2 separate regions of the Anas platyrhynchos genome follow, and region 2 is linked to region 1. A link is a contact called in public Hi-C data. All regions are on one chromosome and are shown on one strand. Each heading gives the region's core, a stretch centred on a gene start, on an enhancer-like site or on the middle of the called end of the contact. The rest is flanking DNA. Distances are from core to core; before and after follow the strand shown. Region 1 has its middle 17 kb from the start of FAM76B. Region 2 overlaps SESN3 (sestrin 3).

Evidence for each region. Hi-C and Micro-C count contacts between places; a contact is called where the count stands out from the background.
Region 2: a Hi-C map of subcutaneous adipose tissue shows a contact between it and region 1, with 4 times the contacts expected there. The contact joins two enhancer-like sites. A contact is called at or near these places in 3 of 8 Hi-C or Micro-C datasets (F1 follicle, skeletal muscle and subcutaneous adipose tissue).

What each region holds. Positions count from the first base shown.
Region 1 is chr1:195,655,152-195,662,698 of IASCAAS_PekinDuck_T2T, reverse strand. No RefSeq gene overlaps it. Among named protein-coding and RNA genes, the nearest start is that of FAM76B, 17 kb to the right of the region's middle. Within about 2 kb of position 5,033, at least 2 of the 8 cell types and tissues checked have an H3K27ac peak or open chromatin away from gene starts, as enhancers often do.
Region 2 is chr1:195,823,257-195,830,803 of IASCAAS_PekinDuck_T2T, reverse strand. SESN3 (sestrin 3) reads right to left here. Exons shown (of 9, transcript XM_072032770.1): 9 at 4,825-7,547. It overlaps ENDOD1 (endonuclease domain containing 1), which reads left to right. Exons shown (of 2, transcript XM_005012846.6): 2 at 1-128. Among named protein-coding and RNA genes, the nearest start is that of ENDOD1, 13 kb to the left of the region's middle. Within about 2 kb of position 4,078, at least 1 of the 8 cell types and tissues checked has an H3K27ac peak or open chromatin away from gene starts, as enhancers often do.

The sequences.
Region 1 (7,547 bases), core at 3,784-6,283:
AATGAGCTTCATATATTTGTTCCCCCCAGAGTTTCCATCCTCTGACTGTACCCCAATAAGTGTTGTTAGGTTAACTCTACACCTTTTAACACTCTTTCAAGAGATGAAGGGATTGAGAGAGAAGATCCAGACCAGACTTACTGCCCAGCAACACCCCGTCCCATGCTTAAGAAAGTGGAACTCTTTTTCTGAAGGAATAGTTTCAATTTTTCTGTAACTGTGTTTTGCTGTGAGTCATTAAGACCATGTGTACTCCACTACAAGCACTCACTAACAGATGTATAACTGGACACATTGCAAAGGCACCGTGCTTTTGCAGATGAGCTCCGAGCTACTTAATGACAACCATGGGGCTCCAGATCTGATTTTGGGAACCACTGCTGTAGAGCATATTCTTGCCACCAGATAAGCATGGGGACATCAATTTGTCCCAATCACTACAGTAGGATCCCTATTGACCCTCCCTCACCTCTCGCATGCTCCATCATGCCCTAACGCATGGTGGCTGTTGGAGAACTACCGCGGGTGGACACGGGAGGGACCGTCCATGGTACTATGACCTCGGTCAGCTCAGTGGGGGAGATGAGGAACTAGACAGTGGAGTCCCTTCACAGAGAGCCGGAAAAGCTCTTTCACTAGTTCCAGCACCCAAACCCATGAATTTATACTGTTGGCAAAAAATAGCACTAGAACAAGAGTCAAGAAGATGGAAATGCATTTTATATTGAGGAGCTGAGGGTCCTTTTTCTTTCATGTGCACAGTGACTAACATATTTACTTCTGTAAGAACACATCTTACTGCAAAGAGATAAAGTCATTGGTGCTGAGTAGCAACAAAGTCATTTAATTGAATAAAAAACAGTAGGAGGACCTCTGAATATGCCGATCCCGGATGGCAGTGTTAGAGCCTTTACGTTTTAAGCCAATAAACATATTAACTAAGAAAGAACCCTCATAGAGATTGTGAAATAAACAGAATTTAGAAATGTAGAATCATAGAACCACAGAATGGTTTGGGTTGGAAGGGACCTTAAAGCCCACCCAGCTCCACCCCCTGCCATGGGCAGGGACACCTCCCACCAGACCAGGTTGCCCAAAGCCCCATCCAGCCTGGCCTTGAGCACCTCCAGGGATGGGGCATCCACAGCTTCTCTGGGCAGCCTGGGACAGGGCCTCACCGCCCTCTGCGGGAAGAATTTCCTCCTTATATCTAATCTAAATCTTCCCCTTTTTAGTTAAAGCCATTCCCCTTTGTCCTATCACTGCACCCCCTGACACAGAGTCCCTCCCCAGCTTTCCTGTAGCCCCCTTTAGGTACTGGCAGGCCGCTGTAAGGTCTCCCTGGGGCCTTCTCTTCAGGCTGAACAACCCCAAATCCCCCAGCCTGTATTTACAAGAGAGGTGCTCCAACACTTTAGTCATCCTCCTGGCCTTCCTCTGGACCTGCTCTAATAATTCCATGTCCTTCTTGTGCTGTCCACCTGGACATTGAGCCTTTGACCACAACTCTGTGAGTGCCACCATCCAGCCAATTCCTTACTCACCAAGTGATCCATCCATCAGATCCATGTCTCTCCAGTTTAGACACAAGGATATCATGGGGGAACAGTGTCCAATGCTTTGCACAGGACCAGGTAGATGACTTTTTGTGGACCTTTTCCTCATAATATATAGCTGAGATCACAGCACAAGATTTAAGAAACAAATTAGGGTACACACAAATTTTCAATACAGGTTAAAAAGAAAACTTATCTGCCACGAGAGTATTTTGTATCAGTTACCCCAAATCTCTTTCATTTTCTACTGAAGTAGCAGTGATATTTCTAGACTAGATAAATTACTGTTTTTATAAGCTTTGATACTATTCCAGTAAATAATATATCAACATCTATGCTCCTAACTACAACCCAAGCATGGGAAACATGTTATTTTGCTGTTTTGTAAAACATGCCTTTTTTTTTTTTTTGTTATGAGATCAAATGTTTGTTTATCAGCCTGATAGCAATCTTGACAGCAGAACTAAGTTTGAGTGCACTCTGAATCACCATAAAATTTCTATTTACTGCTTTTCAAAATGATCTGGATTAATTTTTTTTTTCCACTATCACCTAGTTTACTCAATTTAATGGAAAGTATGACAGTACTATAAATGGATTAAGATGTTATCTGATTTTTGCTGTGATTTCTATTTCCCTGTGTTTTCACTCAGAAGTAATGTTCTGTGTGTTGTTGGAAAGATACTTTTTTTTTTCAGAAAAAAAAAAAAAAAGCATCTGTTCTTATCAAAACAACAAACTAAAGGGAAATTACATTCGTCATTGAACTGCAGGACTCCGGGCTCCTGCCACAAAGAAAGAAGTGAGGAACTACTCTGTACTTCGAGTTAGCTCTTCTATGTATAGAATGTATAGGCTAGACATATAGATTACAGTAAATGCATAGACTAAAAATGCATAATAAAATCAATCAGTTCCAAAATAATGCTTTTCTTATTGCATGATCTGTGATTTTGATGTATAAGCAAAGTTTAAATTAACACGAGGCCTGATTAGAAAGCAACAAAAAACAAATTTCTCTAAAAATACAGTACTTAGGACTTCAAAAAAAAAAAAAGACAGGGTATATGTACTAAATGCTCTGTTGTCAAAACCAAGGTGTTCAAAGAGCATACACTGTCATGTTACATACTGACATTTCACATAAGACACCACTTAAAACATACATATTTATTAAAAGATATATGACTTAGGATAAAGGGAAAACACCACAAAAACTATATGTAGTCTTAACATCATACAACCTTCACCTCAAACTTATTTAGAATGCTGTTACTAACCATAAAAAATAATGGAAAAGGACTTTAAGGTTTTGGATAGCGAGATAACCATACTTCCCTATTTTCAAACAGACTTATTCAAATCATAAAAAAAATTATGCCATGCTGTAAAAGAATGATATCATGCTGGCAACAGATTAACGGGAAACAAATAGATGGGAAGTTACAGCTCCCTGCTCTGTTTACTTAACATTTGTTTCCAAAAATAGCTTATAGAAATGCTTCTTCAAGCAAAACAATTTATTTTCCAAGCTCAGCAAACTATCTTGGTGATTACATAACAATCATCTACTTTCAGTTAAAGTATTTCACTATGCAACGCTGCTTAACAGGTGAATTTTTATTTTATTATTTAGTTCTATTAAATTGAACCCAGTGAATAAAAAGCTGAAAACATCAAAAGATTGCTTAGCCTTTTTTTTTTTTTTCTCATAACAGAGTCATGTATTTTAATAGTTCAAGTGAAGAAAAATATGTTTACTCACTTAAGTTTCAAGATCACAGAATCACAGAATGGTTGGGGTTGGAAGGGACCTCTGGGTCCATCTGGTCCAAGCCCTGCCCAAGCAGGGACTCCCAGAGCAGGCTGCCCAGCACCACGTCCAGGTGGCTTTTGAAGATCTCCAAGGAGGAGACTCCACAACCTCTCTGGGCAGCCTGTGCCAGGGCTCAGCTACTGTTGGCTCACATTCAACTTGATGTCCACCAGGACCCCCAGGTCCATTTCTGCAGAGCTGCTTTCCAGCTGGATAGCCCCCAGCATGTCCCAGTGCCTGGGGTTGTTCCTCCCCAGGGGCAGGATCTGCACCTCTCCTTGCTGAACCTCATGCGATTCTTGTCAGCCCACCTCTCGAGGCCCCTCTGGATGGCAGCACGACCCTGTGACACATCAGCCACTCTTCCAAGTTCTGTGTCATCTGCAGACACATATCCCTTGATCTTCCTCCTTAAGATGTGCTGTTACTGCTTGTAGAAGATATAATTACAATGCAAAGAATGCCAATAAAACGTACAAATTAAAACATGTTTTCTTGTACTAGAGTTAGGTCTTTGTGAACCCAAGACATCTTGCCTTTAAACAATGAGCAGATGAGCAGACATCTCTCACTAGAAAGCTACAAGATTTTAAATATGTATACCTACTGATTCAAACAGGGGAAAATGCATATCAGGAGTGTGTGTCAGACTCCAATAAAGAGGAAAATAGTGTGCTTTAAACCCTATTTTTCCAAGTAAAAAGTCTATTCTTTTCACCTTTGTATTGCTTACTGCGGTATGAGTAAATCATTTACATTATTAATCCGTGGTTCAGATGCTAGATCCGCTGACTAACGCTATGGATTTATCACTCATCTATATTGACTGAGTAAGACTTCAACATATTCTTCCTGATGTACAAAACACGGGTGCTTCTTTCTTAAGGTAAATCAATCTGAGAAATCACTATATAGTATCATATATATATATAAAACTATGTTAAATATACTGAATATCACTGATTATTTTTCCAAAATATATTTCATATTTTCTAACATATATTCCAAAGTACAACCACTTCAGTAGTTAGGATATTCCCATTTTAGCTTTAGCATTCTGTTTGAACTGGAAGAGCTACCCGTTGCGAGTGCCAGATTGTGTGCTAAAAGCATTTACAGCTGAACTCTGCTGAGAAACTGTGTGGTTTAAGCAGCATCTAGTGGTTAATCTGATGTAGGCAGTCATTCCTATTTAGCTCTAGCTTCAGTTAGTAAACTTAGAATGTAGGAAGAAAGGTGTTTCATTCCGTCAGACTTTTGATAAACAAGATCTGAAGTTGGGTTTGTTTTAAAATTAAAATCCTTGGATATAATTACTTTTAATGTAAAACACGAGGAAAAGGACTATTCATCACACCCTAAGAAACTGGAGCAGAGTTATTAGAGGAAGAAAGATTGAATGATCTTTAACCCAGGAGCACTCAAATTAAATTTCAGCCGAATCTTGCAAGGCAATTTATTTTATTCTATTTCTGAAGCAAGATGACTTCATGCTATTCCAGGAAGACTAAGAACGAGTACTCACAACCTTTGGTGGATGTTATTGTTGTATGATATAAAGGCATCTTGCACCAAGATAACTTTGATGAATGATGCACAGCCTGAGTCAGACAAGTCACTGGCAAGCAACTTCTTGCAGATCCCAAAGGAATTACTGAAATTACCGTTCCCAGCTGCATTTGGTAATGTGTTGTGCAACTATGGCACTGTCCAGGTTGTAGGAGAGCTATTAGTGCTGCTTCAGTGCACTCAGCTAGATTAACACATCAGACTTTCAGCGGTGAAAGAAAATGCCTCACTTTTACCTTCACATCCAACAAGCAGAATAATCTCTACCTGAAAAAAGACATTTTTCTGGCAGTAAACATTTTTTGTTTTTAGTTGATAGTAAATTTTCATAAGTTGAATTTTAATCAATGTAGGCATATACTATTTTCAACAGCAGACCATGACTGAACAAACACATTCCAGGAAATAATTTTATCATTTATGCAGTGGAATTTTGAGCATACAAACATGAGGGGAAATTAACACATACAATTCTGCAAAATCTGCAGCAGTATGCAAAGAATTGTCTAAGAAAGTTTAAAAAGTTTCTTAAGAAACATTTGTAAATACAACTTGCTCCCAAAACTTCCCTAAAAGGGAAAGGACTTGACTGGATATACGTGATGAAGGACAAGCTGTGAATGTACTTATCTTTTGTTGAAATAAGGCAAAACATGTATCTGTTGATTCAAATAAGGGAAAACATTTCCAGGACTTCAGCATCCAGTTCCAGATAATGTGCTATGAGTTACTACTGAAAGAGGGGTTACATCTGGAGCTAAAAAATCAGCTCAGGCTGCAAACTGTAATACCTGTAAAAGCCACAGCAGGAATGCGTCAAATTCCTGTGACCCAACCCAAAGTACAATCACCTTGGCAGCTCTGACCTCTTTGTTGGTCCAATTGACTTTTCTTTTTCCACAAGCCTTCTGTAATCAAAAATGTGTCACTATAAAAGCAGTCTTCTGCTTATGCCTCTAAAACCAACCTTTAGCACCCGAAGATGATGCAGGTTTATCTTCAGCCATTAGTATTCTTCAGAGGTTGGAAGGCTTCTTTTCCAATTGCAAATTTAGGAACTTGATAGGCACTCTAAAAGTAAGAAAACCTTAACAGAAGGAAAATCTACACTCCAAACAAACAAACAAACAAAACCACAAATCCCTACTTTCACCTGGCTTGTTCAGCACATCAGCATCCTTGGTACTTAAACTCCATTCAGTCAAAATGCAGAATTCCCTTTACCCAGCAGAAGGAGAAATAGAGACAAGGAATTCCCAGAGTAAGAAGGTCAGTTAGAGCAGTGCCAGCACACTGAAATGAAAGTTTTCACAGGGAAACCTGCAAATCCAGACGTGCTTTCTGTTTGGGTTAAAGCAAGAGAAAACATCAATGATTCATTTGCTGTTTACATCCAAGGATGATTTCTGTCTAATGTGTAAGATCAGACGGACAAAATGGGTTCAAGTTGTATGTTGAATCTTCTACCATGACCCAGCTGTGGTAAACGTGTACAATGCTCTGTTACAGTTTTACTTTTTTTTTATCTAGGCCTAAACAGTATGACTTACTTCTTATAAGATGTATTTTACATTGCACATCTTCATATTTTCAAGCTCTTTACTCTGCTTGCTTCTTGAATTTGTTCTCTACTATTGTGAAAAGAAAAACAAACCAAAAACCCTCCCGTAGACAATGCTGCATTTTACCTTAAAGGATTGCCATTTCTGTATACTTAGATACCTGTGGCTTGAAGAAAACTTCCTTGTGATTCAGCACATCACCTGAATGAGTAACACACCTCAGAGATTTCTTTCTGTTAGCTTTTATCACCCTGCTCCATTCCTCAGGAACATGTCAAACATCTGTCTTCTACCCCAACAATCCCCTTGGCCTGGTTCCCCCTACTACTTCTGTGTGATTCAGCACACATCATTTTATTTATCAGTACCTCTTCCATGTGGAAAGCAACAGGAATCGCACATAACATGAGAAAACTTATTTTCTATTGCAATATTTTCAACTGAAAGAAGATTAGCAACTCATTTGAAGCAACAAAACATTGCATGAACAGCTTTTACTCCATTTCAAAAAGTTTAAGATTACAGCTTGAAACCATAAACTTAAGTGCTTTCAAATAGATCAGCGTGGATTTAGAGCTTCTAACACTACTGAAGACCATCAAGAATAGTTTAAGTGCTTACACACAGGTGACATCAATTTTAAATAAAACTTCTTAAAGAAATTTGCTTCTAATGATGCAAATCTCTTCTAGGGAGGCAGTCTGTTGAATAGCCAGTTACACAAGTTTAGCATGGGTTACATGGAAACTACATCTAAACTAGATACCACACATGGCTTTGCTTGGTTGTCAGCTTTAAAAATAAATGGCTTCACCAAATCCACTGCAAATTTGCATTAAGATCTGGCTAAGAACAATTCAATATTATAACAGCATATTATTCATTATTATATCTAATATAAAATCCACACTGCTGTAAGAGCAGGGCTCTGAAACCCAAATATTCCCCCCTTGTAGGTAACTGTGTTGACCAGAAAGCTACAGATTCTTATTTCTTGTTTTGACTTTTTTTTCCCCTGTTCTGAACTTTTAATTCTTAAATGGG
Region 2 (7,547 bases), core at 2,829-5,328, 170 kb before region 1:
AAGCAACATCCTGCTGCAGACCATGGCTTCAGATCATTCTTATCTGGGCATGATTTATGGCTTGTGAGCTTTACTCTGTCCTAGGAAATGTATGGCTTTAACAAAATAAAAGTTACTTTTCCAAAGGAGGGCTGGTATCACGTTTCTGTCCCAGCTGCAAACAAGATAATGCAGCCCAGCGAGCTCCGGCTAATCAGGGAAGTAAGAGCAGCATAGTCGCTCTTTGTTAAGGCCTGACACCTGATATTAATGGCCCTTTTCTGCTTTGAAAACACCTTTGCATTTTCAAAAGCGCATTTATTAGAGTACGCAGGTAGGAGCTGGGGGTTGCAGCAGACACGTTTCGCTCCCTATGTGCCAAAGGAGGTGTGTGCTCAGACAGCCTGGGTGAGGTGGGGCAGGACGGGAGCAGGGAAGGAGGTTTCTGTGTGCAGGAACGGGGGCAGGATCTGCGTGGAGAGCGGCTCCCTGAGCCCACGTTGGCTGGGGCTTGAGGCAGAAGAGGAAAAGGGGGAGACCGGTCCTCAGTGGCTGCACCCGGGCAGGTCACCTTGGCTGCTTTGCGGCTGGCAGGGAGAAATTCACTCTTGTGGGATGCTGCTGGATACAAGCAGATGTTTAGAAGAAGACCTGTTACCCCTAGGAGCAGCTGCTCTCCTCCACCAACTACAAACCACCAGGGGTGAGTAAGGTGCGGGCACCTCTCAGCACATGGGAGGGGAGCCCTCAGCCACGGGTGACCCAGCAGGGGAAGGGCTGCCCCTCCTTATCTTTATGGGATGATTACGGGCTGGGAGTCACCCACAGGATGGGGAAGGTGATATGTACTGATCTCCCCTCAACCAGCCCACCCAGCCCTTCAGCACAGGAGCTTCTGCGCACATCGAGGCATCCCTTATCGCAGTTATCTTCCCTCTGGGGTTGGGCCCAGAGAAACCAGCCGTGCCCTACAAGCACAGCAGCCCCGGCAGCACCACTCACAGCCCCCAGCCCCGGGCTCAGGTCCTCCCAATCCCTTTTTGGTGCCATTTTACGTTTTGGAGCTGCTCCTCTCTGCAGACAGGGGCTGCTGCATCTGAGCAGGGAGCCGAGCCCTGCTCGTTCCCGAGTCCTCCCTCCAGCTTAGGCAGCGCCAGCAGATGAGGAAGGTATCAGGAAATACCTACACGAGCAACTTGCTTAGCCAGGAAGGATTTCCTGGCAGCACAAAACTCAAGGTGTGCCTGCGGTGTGCGTGACCGCGATACCCTGCGGGGGCACGTCCTCATTTCTCCCCTCCGCACAGCCTTGAACCCGCTTCGATTCGGGAACGTGCCTCGCACCGGGTGACATCTGCCGTTGATTTCAGCAGAAGCGGCGTTTTCCAGCCAAGCAGAAAGGCCTGCGGGTTCCCCAGTGGTGTTAGCATTGCAGCCGGCTGGAAGATCTCCAGGGAAATAGATTGTCAGAGAGGGATGATTTATCAAACAGGATTATTTTTTTTTTTAATTTTCACAGCAATTTGTCTTTTCTAGTGGAAAAGGCGTTTCAGGTCCAGCTTGGAAGAAGGACCAGAAACATCCAAGAGCAGTGCACGGTGTGGATTTGAGGTGTAGACGTGGATGTTCAGCACTTTCTCCTGCCTAAAGGCAAGCCCGGCACGTGAACAGGGCTGTTTCCATCCCAGAGCGGTGCCCGCCTTACCTTCTGTCTCATTTTCTTCCACTTTTAAGTGTGAAAAAAAGAATGTTTTCCTTCCAAAAGTACTGAAATTGTGACCATTTGCTGCGGGCTGTGAAGCTCAGTTTGGGGCTGGTGGCTGAGGGGACTTGGCCGAACCATGGAGACCTTTGAGGTGCCCCTTGCTGCAGACCCCACAGGGTACAGGAGGGAAGGTCACGTTGGCCTGGCTTGTGTGAGTCGGGATGTGTCTGAGAACCTGGTGGCTGTCCTTTATTTCCCTCAGTATTCGAAGTTTTTCTCTTTCCCCATCAGCTGTGGGCAGCTGCAGACGCTGGGCACTGAGCTTGGCACCCCGGGGCATGGCAGTGGGGTTCTGCTCCTCCATGGCAGTGGTAATTTGCACCCAGGTCTATTAATTAGAGCTGGTAGGGATTTCTCTGCCTGAGCTTCTTCTGTTCTTACAGAAAAGCCCCTTTCTGCAAAAATTACGCCTTTCTTGCTTTGTTTTTCTTTTTCAGTATATATACATAAAACAACGGGGTTTAGTTTAAATCTAATAAAAATGTTTTCAATGGATTTTTTCAACATCACTGTGCTGTATTGATCCTCCCCCTCTACTCTGCCCTGGTCAGGCCTTCCCTGGAGTGCTGTGTCCAGTTCTGGGCTCCCCGGTACAAAAAAGACAGGGAAAGAGTCCAGCAGAGGGCCACAAAGATGATACGGGGCCTGGAGCAGCTTCCCTGTGAGGAGAGGCTGAGAGACCTGGGGCTGGTCAGCCTGGAGAAGATAAGGCTGAGAGGGGATCTCATCAACGTGTATAAATACCTGAGGTGTGGGGGACAGAGGGGTTTGGCCAACCTCTTTTCAGCGGTTTCTGGGGACAGGACAAGGGGCAGTGGCCACAAGATGGAGCCCAGGCAGTTCTGCACCAACATGCAAAGAATTTCTTCACAGTGAGGGTGACGGAGCACCGGGACAGGCTGCCCAGGGAGGCTGTGGGGTCTCCTTCTGTGGAGAGATTCAAGGCCTGTCTGGACGCCTCCCTGGGCAGCCTGCTCTGAGGAACCTGCGTTGGCAGGGGGGGTGGACCCGATGAGCTCTGGAGGCCCCTTCCGACCCCTTCAGTTCTGTGGTTCTGTATTGCAGGTGTGAGCAGTTTAATCTTCTGTGAGGTGAGCGATGCAGCCCAACCACATTTCCCATGACGTGCGGGGTGCAGGAGGATCGGGCTCCCCCAGGTGATTCAGCGCAGAGCTCACCCTCTGCTGGAGGCTCCCAGGTCGCCGAGGAGCCACGAGAGATTAGTCAGGTCATGTAGCAAGGCAAATTACACGTCTGCGCTCAGACAGTGTAAAGTCCCCAGCCCAGCTCTTCTGCTGGAGGTTTTGGTGCGTCATGAGAGGCACCAGGCCCTGAGGACAGCGTGGCACAGGTGGCCAGGGCTGGAGCTGGCCCTTTTCTACGGGGTCACTCCTTGCGACAGAAACTGGGGAACAAATGGTCAAATCAAAACCCGATGACTACTAAAACACTTCAGTTTCAGCTAAAATTATTTTTATTTTATATTTTTTATTTTATTTTATTTTATTTTATTTTATTTTATTTTATTTTATTTTATTTTATTTTATTTTATTTTATTTTATATTTTATATTATTTTATTTTATATTTTATTTTATTTTATTTTACTTTACTTTATTTTATTTTAATTTTCTACTCGCCACCCCAGCCGGGAAGGGACGGAGGGCTTTTTCCCTTTTGGAGCAGCAGCTTCCTGCAGGTCAGGGATGTCCAAGCTTTGCTCGGGAGGCCTGATGAAAGCCAGAGCACAAAAAGCACACACATGCAGCTTTTAGCTATGCAGGAAATACATATATCCTGTGATTTTCTTATTTTATACATTGAAAAGCACAAAACCAGGCGTATTTACACGAGCTAGTTATGGTGATGGATGAGGCCATTTATAACACCCCCAATCCTGCCTTGCGTCTGTAAGGCCCCCGCTCTGCTCTCCAAGCACCTCACCAGGTTGCTCAGCCACGATCAAATTAAAAGTTGTTGGGGGGAATAAATAAACGAGCGTGCTCACACCTGGCCTTCCAGTTGGGCTGCTTTGGGTTGCATTTTGAAGTCAAGTCACGGGCTGGTGGCTGCACCTCAGCCCATTAGCTGCCCTACAAAGGGGCCGGGGCTGGTCACCAGTTCCTCCCAGTGCCTCGGAGCGAAGAACCCAAGGCTGTGCTGGGAGGAGGCCTAGGAAACCCCAGTAAAAGCTGAAATTGAGCCCATCCAATCTTACGGATGTGACCTGGCTGCAAACTGCCAGCAGGGCAGGCGAGGTGATGCTTCCCCTCTGCTCGGCACCAGTGAGGCCTCACCTCGAGTCCCGTGTTGGTTCTGGCATTCCCAGTACAAGGGAGGCCTGGACGTACTGGTGAGCGCCCAGCAGAGGGCCACCGAGGTGACAAAGGGCCTGGAGCACCTCTGCTGCGAGGAGAGGCTGAGAGAGCTGGGGCTGCTCAGGATGGAGAAGAGGAGGCTCAGGGGGATCTCAGCAGTGTCTGTGAACACCTGAAGGGAGGGAGCACAGGGGATGGGGCCGGGCTCTTGTCAGTGGTGCCCAGTGCCAGGACAGGAGGCTATGGGCACAAACTGGAGTACAGGAGGCTCCCTCTGTGGATCCATGCCCAGCACCGTGTCCAGGAGGTTTCGAACACCTGCAGGGAGACCCCACAGCGATAAACCAGAGATACACAAAAAGCTCCACAGCTTGCATTAAGCAGTTTTGTCTTTCTGAAAGGGCGATCAGCATCTCACCCAGGAAAACCCCTTGGTGGCCCTTCAGCTGCCTGTACCCATGTTCGTGGCAGGACTTGGCTGGTGGGAGGGTGAAATAGTGCTGTAATTCGGCTGCAGCGTGAGCTCTGCATTGCTGTCACCCTCAGCACCCACAATACTGTCAATTGCCCCAGCCTTGATCACTGACAACAACATATTAAAAGGACATCATCTTCAGCAAATGCCAAAGATTTTTCAGGACCTGTGCTTGCAATACAGACCTGGACTAAAGACCAGCACAAGTGCACAGATGAGAAGGACGCTTCAGGACCAGAGCTCTTCCCAAAACACAGTTGCACGTGGTAAATAATGGACCCAACACAAGCCATGTTTTATCAGTTTTATTTAACCAATGAAATTCCTACTGATAACAATGAAAGTAATTTCAGCAAGTATAAATGCGATACAGTTTTAAACAAACCCCATTGTTCCGTACCTATAAATAGATTTTTCAAAACCTCATAAAAAGTGCAGATTTATGAATTGCTGTTAAAATGTTAATACACAATTCCTTTGTTTAAAAATGCGTTTTTTTGTCTCTTAACTCACAAAAAAAAAAAAAAAAAGTTCCTTCTGCATCTGTTCAGATAAATTCAAGTCGGGTAACTTAAAAACTAGGAAAGGAAAAAAAAGTCACACACAAAATGAAAAGATCCATCCCACTAGGTCAGTCTGTTCTCTGCAAAAAAAAATTAAAAAAATAAAAAAAAATACCAATCAACCATCAACAGAAAAAAAAAAAATGGTGAAAGCTGCTGTGGACACCCACAGGTAACTCCTAGCAGCTGCCTTGCTGCAGGCAAACCTCCTGCGAAAGCACGGACCCTGCGAGCTGTCCCAAGGCGGTGGCCCAAGGGACACCACGGGCGAGCTGTCCCTGTGCCACCCTCACCTGGCAGCGAGTAGAGCTGCAGGGGACGGTGTGAGGGAGCAGCAGGATCGGAGCTGTGCCTCCTCCTCCGTCCCAAAATGCCCCTGCAGCAAAGGGGACAAAGGTGGCGGTGGCCAGGCCGCACCGGGCCGTGGTCCCATTTATTCCCTCTCCAGAGGGTGAGAGCTGCAAGCCTGGGGCAGTGGGCACGTCCCGACAGGAGGCTCAGACCCACGACCGTCTTTGGAGAAGCCTAAAAACGAGCCAGGCTTCGTGGACGTCAAATCAGGCTGATTTGGGTACGGGAGGGAGGCCTGGAAGCCACAGGCTGCTGACACACCGCATCCACCATCCACAGCCTGTCCCTCCTCACGGCAAGGCTCGGGTGAAGCTGGTGTCTCTGCGTGTACACCCGTGTGTGTGTGTGTGTGTGGGAGGGCAGCACGCCCACACGGAGCCGAGGAGGTCACAACATTTCACACCAGGGCCCGGGCTGGAGGTGGACGTGTCAGGGCCGCCCGTGCCGCCAGCCCTCCTCCCCGTACCTACAGTGGTATTTCATCTACAGCAGGGGCTGTTCAGCAAGAGCGGTTTAAAGTGGCTAGGTTTATCAAGTTTGCTACTTTACGAATTAAAAACAAAACCAAAAAAAAAAAAAAGGAAAAATAAAACAAAAAAAAACCCAACAACTATAAATACAAAGACTCTCACTCACCAGACGCTTGCAGCCTGTGTGAATCATAAACTGCATCAATATTCTGTTAAAAAGCTTATTCTACTTAAAACTATACATAGTACAAGAGATTGAAAAGTGGCAGTCGTGTACGGCCGCACTGCCTGCCCACGGTGGCCCCCAGTCAGGTGCTTCATAGAAATCAAGGAGTTACAGTAACAAAGCACGGGACTGCAGAGCCCATCACAGCTTCTGATTACACTGCATACAAAGTACCAAGGGGAACACAAAAAAGAACTGGTGTTAATACTGATGAATCAAAGAGTAACTATAAAGATCAAAACAGACGTTTCACAGCATGCTACATATATTGCTCACAAACTTTTTTTTTCTTTTTTTTTCCTTAAAAAAAAAAAAAAGGCTAATACAAAACAAGAAGTTGGCAGTCTGATTTTCAGTTATGTCAGAGAGATAAAGCGTATACATTCATTACGTAGCTTTCCAGCAAAAGGGTAAAACCGAGAGATTTCAAGTTTACAAAATTCCTATATTTTTATTGATTTTTTAAGCTACCGTTTATATCCAGTTCCGGTCAATAGTCGTGAACCATCAGTGGCCGCAGAGTCTGAGGGCTGCAGCCTGATTATTTTTTGTTTCCCTACAGGAACATTTCTTTGCCTCGGGTGCTGGTGGGTGGCCGGGGAGGGAAGGGAGAAGGAAGGCTGGGTTGTGGCTGGCGGCACCGCATGAGCATGGAGTGGTGAATGAGGAACCCAAAAATCCCCTTCAAAGAGCTGGTGGAGGAGACAACGTGCCTCAATGGCAGCACGCTGCACACAGCCGCACGGGGAAGGCTCCCTTCCCTTCCTCCATCCCCGGAGAAGGAGAAGGGGAGCTTTCCAGAGCGGCTTGGGGTTTTGTCTTTGAGGAGATGTTGGGGGCAGGTGTTCCCTACCGCCTCCCCTACGCGCAGGCGTGCACGAGGGCCTTTGGGACACAGCAGTGCAGCTTCTCCAGCCGGCCTCGAGACAGCCCCTTGTCTTCTGCTGCTACTGCTTACAGCACAAGCTGCTGCCCCCTTGCCGTATATTCATCGGCATCTTAAATACTGGCTCTAACTGCGGCCGAGAGCAAGGACAGAATTCAGATCCCTGCTTTCCACAAGCTCTGCTGAACACCCCAAGGTGTCTATGTCTCGAGCAACCACGAAGTTTGCCTTTGGAGTTATCCCTCGAATACATGAAAAACCAAACCCATTTGTTCGGAAGGCTGTCTGACTACGGGGAAGCCGAGGAGCAGCCCCAAAAAAATGACCCTGTGGGCTCCTGCCCTTCTCCCACCCACTCTGCACTTGAGGCTCTCGAAATTCCCTGCTACAATTCCCTGTAAGAAGCCTGCACAGCTAAAAGGCTCAAGCAAGGGGAGTGTTGCCAACGAAAGCATTTTGTTAGTGGATCCACTGGATTAGGACTGTAATTCCAGCGATGGAACATGACACGCTACTC